Regions from separate parts of the Mus musculus genome. Here region 1 is linked to region 2. Evidence: chromatin contacts called from public HiChIP or PLAC-seq data. All regions are on one chromosome and are shown on one strand. The core of a region is the stretch at or near the end of the contact, and the rest is flanking DNA. Distances in the headings are between cores, read along the strand shown.

Evidence for each region. HiChIP or PLAC-seq counts read pairs in DNA pulled down with a chosen protein or histone mark.
Region 1: an H3K27ac HiChIP or PLAC-seq map of embryonic stem cells shows a contact between it and region 2, with 6 read pairs. The contact joins the promoter of Atg4c here to the enhancer-like site in region 2. A contact is called at or near these places in 26 of 39 promoter capture datasets (the 3T3-L1 cell line, 3T3-L1-derived adipocytes, the C10 cell line and 16 more), 3 of 15 datasets of contacts at CTCF or cohesin (embryonic stem cells, large pre-B cells and pro-B cells), 78 of 484 Hi-C or Micro-C datasets (the 63-12 cell line, B cells, the BV-2 cell line and 36 more), 25 of 115 datasets of contacts at active chromatin or transcription factors (the NIH/3T3 cell line, VIP interneurons, acute myeloid leukemia and 11 more) and 5 of 9 other capture datasets (adipose tissue, embryonic stem cells, liver and 2 more).

What each region holds. Positions count from the first base shown.
Region 1 is chr4:99,191,525-99,195,475 of GRCm38.p6, reverse strand. Atg4c (autophagy related 4C, cysteine peptidase) reads right to left here and starts at 1,542. Exons shown (of 11, transcript NM_175029.3): 1 at 1,024-1,542.
Region 2 is chr4:98,947,399-98,951,197 of GRCm38.p6, reverse strand. All of the region lies in intron 43 of Dock7 (dedicator of cytokinesis 7), which reads left to right. Among named protein-coding and RNA genes, the nearest start is that of Usp1, 25 kb to the right of the region's middle. Within about 2 kb of position 1,662, at least 17 of the 459 cell types and tissues checked have an H3K27ac peak or open chromatin away from gene starts, as enhancers often do. A contact at or near this core is called in embryonic stem cells and trophoblast stem cells, where this site is marked.

The sequences.
Region 1 (3,951 bases), core at 293-2,792, 240 kb before region 2:
ATCATCAGCAATTCCAGTCCCTAGAGATCACATACCCTCTTCTGACTTCAGGGGGCAGCAGGCATACCCATGATGAACAGACATATGTGTAGAAAAACACCCACATAACAAAATATTCTTTTTAAAATATATGTGCATCCCCTTTTATAGAAAAAGCATCAATTAAGGGGGCCTCTAAACTCATTTTACTAATGTAGACAATCCCTCACATTGCCCAGTTTTTAACTTCAGTTCTCAAATTCTTATGGCAGGTGAACCAGTTAATTAGCTTCAGACACTAGACTAATTAGAACTCTTCCCTAGTTGGAAAAATAAAAGCTTTATCATTTGAAACTCCGAAAATACATTTCAAAACCTTTCCAATCCCTCTGGGCACTTCCAAAGACTCATAATCTAATTAAAAGCCACAAGCAGCAGGCAGGAAAGATCACTCCTTTGTGTCTATCTGCTATCAACTGACACAAAATCAATTCCAAACTCCCAAGGGAATGTAAGGTCAGAAAAGGTAAACAAACAGAAGGAAATCTTCACCTAAGTAATTCAAAGATTAAAAAGCTATAAAATAATACAGTCTTAGCCCCGAGGTCGCAATGAACCTCGTGTGGAAAAGTAATCAATAAAGATAACAAAAATATACGACAAAAACCCTAAGAAAATAAACTCAAGCAGAGTTATGCTGAGCTGACCCAGTGATGTCGGGTCATCGCACGGAAGATTGTAGTCTGAGTTTCCAACTTCAATAACCCTCAGATGTGGGTGGGCATGTGAGAATGAGCAAAAGCCGGTCTATGAAGTCAGCGTTATTAGCACAGCCAGGGTATATAATGCTACAGATTGCGGTTTCAAACAACGAAAGGGGCAACGGGGCTACAGACGGACAGATTGAGATCTAACATTTCCCACACATACACTCTTTTTGTTTTAAATGAAGAGAAACAAGGAAGAGTCAATGGGATACGGCGGCTAGGGAGAAAACCTTTCCTGGTCAAGAAGGGTAGAACAGCCGGCCACTGGAAGGCTTACAGTTCAAAGGGCGAGGAGGAGTCGTCAGAAGATAACCCTCAGGAGGAAGCAGAATCGAGAGAGGCTCCAAAACCCTCCAGGAACCCAGACGGTTGGCCACGGGTCTGCACCAAGGGCAGGGCCGCCCCCAGAACCGGCCATTCGTAGACTACAAACACCAAGCTCCAACCTTCTCCACTCCGCCAGCCTCGAGCCGACCCCTCGGCGACACGGGACTGGATAACTGTACAGCCGCGCAGGAGTCCCCACACCAGACGCGCGTCGGCTCCAGCAGCCGCTCCGAACAGCGCGTACGCACCGCAGGACGTGCGGCCCGCGGCCCCGCGCGGCCACCGTAGCACAGCACACCGAAGCCTCCGCAGGCCGCGGTCCTGCAGGAAGCCCTGTCGGAGACCCTAAGCTCCCGGGCTGCAAGCTCAGAGCCTAGAGCAGTTCATTTGTGAGGGGCAGGCCCAAGTTAGATTTACAGCTGTCCCTCGTAACTGTAACTACTGGACTTCAGCTACTACCCGCCACGCACGGTGAGCGTCTGCGGTTTCGGGACTACAAGATCCAGCATGCACAGAGCTCTGGGTCCTTAAAACCAAGCCCACTTGGATTAAAAGACTAACAGTCTGTCTACTCCAAGGCAAGCTGTGGTATGGGGTATTGATTACATCCTGGTGGAGCATTCAGTTTTCACATTCAGATTCATGTTAAGAATTACAGTACAGGACCTGCCTTTAAAAAAAAAATCGGGAGAGATATACTAAATGATGTCAACATGTAATTCTACTAATATATTGTTTTCAGTAACGCAGACTGTTGGAGCAATACATAAGAAATAAGAGCAGAAACTACAAGGGGGAAAAAAATCAACAATCTCTGCTACCAGACAGTTAAACAGTTAAACATCGAGAGAATGAACGCCTTCTGGAATACAAAATATGTTCTTTGAATTTTAACTGTTTCACGATTAGAATTGAGTGGCGTTTTATTTGAAGATAGGGACTTGCAATACAGCCAGACTGACCCAGAACTCATTATCTTCTCTCAATCCCCTAGTGTTGGAATAAGAGATCTGTGCTAGGACGCTGGGAAAGTTATTTCATGTTAGTCTCATGAAAACAGTTGCCTAGAATTAATTACTAGAGCAATTTATTCACCAGTCACATGGGCCGGACAGGGGTATAACAAGACAACAAGAGGGTCATTTATTAGCATAGATAACAAGGTATCTGCTCCTTTGTCTGCTTGGATAGTTTGTTTCATATTTTGAAATGCAGAACACTTTCTGATGACTTGGAGAGGAGATAGCACAGATCTCACAAGCTGTCCTTCTCATAACTTCTATAAGGACTTGTATGAGGGTTCTCTAAGAAGCAGAACTGATAAGAGGAGTGTATATTAGACTTGCTTACAGGATGTGGTCCAGGTAGTTCAACAATGGCTGTCTCACACTGAAAAGGCCAAGACTCTGGTAATTGGTCCATGAGGCTACAGGTCTCAGAAATCCCATTCTGGCACTTGGATCCTGGAAGATTCCTGGAGCACTGTCTTCATTTCAATTCCAAAGAAATTGGATTTAGTACTGGCAGCAACTGGACAAATAAACTTGCCAGCAAAGGTGGGGCAAATGGATGTAGAACAGTTTCCTTCCTTTTTTTTATTTGGACTGCTACCAAAAAAATGTGGTCTAAATTTAGAGTGGGTCTTTCTTCTTCAAATAATCTGATTAAGAAAACTCCTCACTACAGTACCCAGCAGCTTTGGTCTGAATTAATTCTAGATGTAGTCAAACTGACCACCGAGATTTACCATCACACATGTGCTACCAGAATGGCTGTATTTTAATTTTTTGTCATACTATATTAACAAACCATGAGAACCGAGGCTTGGATTTATATGCTAACTATAGAAAAGTATGGTATATTATATGTATACCACAAGCAGAGGCTTTCTGCAGATTTATGGTAAAACAAACTTTTTAATTGGTTAGAAAAGGAAACGGTAATGCCTTACATTTTTACAGTCTCACAAGGGAGTCACAGAGGGACTTTCTATTCTCTAACACTGGCAAGGAATCCACTACCATATAAACCCCTTTCCGACTCCAGTGTGCTAAATTATGCAGTACAAGCAAGTAAATATTTAAAATCTATGATCATGGAAAAGAGTCTGCTGCTTTTCATACTCATGCACCAAACTGGAATTGCAGTGGGAGAGAACATTTCCAGTAGTGACTGGGTGGGAATGCTGATGAACTATAGTTAGGGGGAATGGGATTCACTGGTGTTTGTGGTAAATAAACACTAAGTTACAGTGATATTAAGGAAGCTTTTGAAATATGCTTCATTTCTGGTAGACATGGTTCTAAAGCAGTTTTAATGTTCAATTGTGTAAAGGAAGAGGGGTTTAAAAGTACATAATTTATGTAACAGACTGCTTTTTAGAGATTCTTAGAGCTGCAGCTCCCAGCAGTAGTCTTGCCTGTAAATGTGTCTTTGTCTACTTCAGCCACTTGCCATATACATAAGAGTCAAAACTGGACAGACTGCTCATTTCAACAGATTAGGGACAAAGCACTTATTAGCTGTTCCTGGAGCAGGGGTAGAGTTGATAATTAGGAGATAATTAGGAGAAATGTCAAGGGGAAAGGGCAGAGAAGAGAGCTTCCGCTTTTACAAAGTTAAAAAAAGTGTATATAAACTTGACTGCGCAATCAAACATTTGTTAAATTGTAACCCTTTATTAGCTGATCTACCTTCTAAAAGGCAAGAACTGCCTTTTGAACCTTTCTGTCCCTCAGGTCCTAAACACTGTATTTTGTACAAACCAAAAAATTCTCAAGAGTTTCTTTGTGTGCACAACCATGCGAGAGGCTCCACAGCATCCTTCTCATTAATACTGTTAACTCTTGTTAATGTGCAGGTTTTAGTGTTGTTTTGT
Region 2 (3,799 bases), core at 413-2,912:
TTAGGTTTCGGGGGGGGGGGGGATGTGTGATACAGGAAGAGAGAGAGAATGGGTAGAAAGCACTTGTGGGCCTTTAACTCTGGAACAAGACAATAGGTGTGCTGGCTGCAGGACCATTCAGAGGGAAGATCTGTGCATCCTCAGAAGTGCTTTGTAGAGTTGATGTCTTCCTGGTGGCAGACTGGAAGGTGGATCTAGTAGGACCTTGCTATACTGTTTTGGTTTGCCTCATCTGCTGGCTCTGTGGTTAGAAAACTGTAGGTGATACTGGATATGACATTTTTTCTGGGGATGGAGCTATATAATGACTAGAATTGAACTTCAGATTAGAAACTGGTTAGGCTGAATCTGAGATGAGGATGTCTGTTAAGCTACCACTTGATTTTTACATTGGCTTATGCAAGAAAGATCTGCAAAATACAGAAGTTATGGTAAAGGATGGCACTGCAATATAGAGATAAAGCAAACAGAGAAGGAGAAGTAATCCAACTCAGCAGGCATGGTGGCAGATGCTTTTAATCATAGGACTCAGGAGGCTGAGGCTGGAAGATCAAGGGTTCAAGGCCAGTCTTGGCTATATAGGGACTCCATGAAACCCTGCTTTAAAACTGGAACAAAACAAAAAAAATAAGTTAAAAATAAGTTGAATTACTTACAGAGCTTCACAGGAAATCTTAAGAAAAACACCAGAGAAGTGAAGACAACACAGAGGCCATTCTTGAGGCCTAGGTTTCTATTTGTGAGTGGACGGTGGGAAAGATGTAGCTGAAGTAAAGTTTTGATTTGGGTGTCACATAAAAATGCCAGAAATTGGGTTTTTTAAATTTTGTTTTATTTTGTTTTGTTTCATCTATAAGATGAGGATCAAAAAAGTGGTGTCAGTCACAGAATTCTGCCAAATATATTAACGTAATACATGTAGGCTGGGCATGCTGCTGCATGTCTGTAGGTTCAGCTATCTGTAGACTGAAGCAGGATGATTGGGAGTTCAAGGCCAGCAGCATAGGCTAAAAAACTAAAAAGAAAAGAAAGTTAATATAATACATATAAAGTGTTGCTAGCACAGCCAGTGCTCAGGCGTGTTGGAGATCGCTTGTGTTGCTGCTGTGTTTATACGATTGACATTACCATTACTCTCACGTGAAATCTGTTGGTTTTGTTGATGATGCTGATATAATGGGGATCAGACCCATAGACATGTCTAGACAAATACTGGAGTACTGAGCTATCCCTAGCTCCTGTTGAAATCAACATAAAATTTAAGCAAAAAGGTCATGTACAGTGGCACACCCTATAACCCCACCCATTCCAGAGGAGGGGGCAAAAGGATTACTAGTTCAAGGCCAATCTGGAAATTTTATCGAAGTCTTATCTCAACATAGAAAAGGAAAAGGAAAAAGAAATGAGGTGCCATCCATTGCTAGAGTGCTTGCCAGGGCATGGAAGGCACTGGATCAACCCCTCAAAGAAATCAGTTAATGAGTTGTTCCATTTAATATGTTCCCAAGTAGAAATCTCGGCCAGAAGAATCTGGCTGAAAGTGTTTAGAAAGAATAGGCCTAACGGAAGGAAAAGGAGATGAGCAATGTGTCCAATGCTGGCACGCCTGTGTGGAAGTCAGGCAGTGTAGGAAACAGCCAAGTGTCCTGGGGCAAGTGCTCCAGCCCAACAGGGCCCTTCCTTAGCAAAGAGAACAAAGCTAGACACATGTAAATGTGGCTGGTGTGGAATGTAGTTTGCTTTGCTGGTGCCTAGTCTCATCTTAACCTACAGAGCTAAGGAAAACATGAGTAAAACCACTTATGAAGAATAAGCTATATCTAGTGTGGGAGTGGTGTGAAATTCAGAATGAATTCTAAACAGTAAAGGAAATAATGCTAACTTACAGGAAAGTTATTCAAAACCAAAGCAGGTATCAAAACAAAAGAAAATGAAGTGGAAGGAATTGTTTTTGCTGCAAGTGAAGCTACATGATTGTGCTTTAAAAAGTGGGTACCGGCCTGTAGGTGAGCAGTGGAGAAATCTAAACCAAAACACCATTACTCAGACTATGAGCCGCTCTTGGTGTGTGCCCACCCTCTACAGCACACCCGTGTGCACACGCACCATCCAAGGACTCCTTGCCATTTTTCTGTTGCTCTTGTCTCCTGTGTTTCTATTGATTTTTCTCTGCTCCACCCACTCTGTTCTCCATTCTGTTCCTCAAATCCCTCAGGTCAGCTCTTGTCTCAGGGCCTCTGCACTGGCTCTCCATCTGGCTGGAGTATATTTCCCCAGAAATCAATGTAAATAGCTTTCTAGCTCTTTCCTCATCTGTCACTTGCTTGATGAGACCTCTCTCTGTTTCTCGCTGGTCAAGTCATATGTGATGTATACATATGCCTGATGTATCTTAGGTATTCCATCAATACTTGGATGGATGGTTGGATGATTTCCTTCACATATGTTCCCTTTTAGGATTGGAGCTAACTTTTTTTCCTCCTGTATCTACTGGAGAGGCCCCTCCTTTTTCCTCTGTCCACCTGCCCCCCCTTTTTAATGTTGAGCCCCGTGGATGGCTAGAACCCTAACTGTGATTTGGCTCCAACAAAATTAATCTTCTGTTCTTGATAGTACTCATTACAGTATGTACTAATTTAAATTGTAACATTTGATTTCATATTTTATTCTTTTGAGGAGGAAGTCTTATTTTTATTCTGTCAGTGAAGATATAGCTAAAATAACAATATCAATACAAAAAGTATGTTTAAAGAGGTAGTTAAGTTTTAGTCAGATTTAGGCAATGAGCCATAGGACCTTCCCAGTTAGGGCACATCACAAGATTGTGTGGGTTTTGGGATCATACGCATTATGGGGTGTCTCTGGAAAGACCAATAAAATTGAAGAAAGTTAGTATTATACCATGATTGAGAGTTGGAAAGTTTAGCTAAGGGAAGTGAATCCTAATTACTGTCTTTAAATATTAAGGATTGAAAATAATATTTTAACCTGGAAGCCTCTGAAGCCATACAGCTAGAGTATAATATTCTAATATTTTTGGTTTTCAGAAGGACAGTTTTTCGTGTGTGAAACATAGTTTGAAAGCTAACAATCACAGATCTGTAAGCAGTCATCTTAGGGCTTTCGCTTGTGTTCCATGCAGTGCCTTCTTGCCGTGATTGTCAAAGTAATATTGTTGCCGACTGCTGGGTCCAATAAAAATTGTTGTGAAATTTATTTAATTCACCCAGAGATTGCATTTACTGTAAGGATCAGTTAATATTTATGTTATATTTTAAAATGAAAAAATGTTTTTAAGTTAGAAATTTTTATTTTTAGCTCCAAAGATATTTTTCTTATTGTGGATGAGAATATGGGGTTATCTTTCTTTTTTTTGCTTTGGTATTATAAAACTGATAAATTAAGGATCAAAGTTTCTCATTTTGCTTAATTACCTATAACATTTATTGTTCGCTCTTTAAATGTTTATGCCACCTGGTCTTTTCTATATAGCAAAAATAAATATAAAGCGATGTAGGCTTACAGAGCATTGAGAAGAACGTCATGTGTTTGTGGTTTGCATGTGAGTCAGTGCAGAATCCTTCTGAAACCGCTTTGGGTCTGCAGTCTCCAGACTGCATGGGAAGTGCCCAGATGTTGTCCTTACTGAAAGGATTGGTTCTCACTGACCTTGTGTGAGAGGTAGAATGATTTTCTGTCCTTGTATGTGCTGTGTGGTTAATGTTAAGTCACATCACAGGATTATGTGTTTCTGGGTGGTCATAGAGGATATCACTGAAAAGACCATGAAATGCAGGAT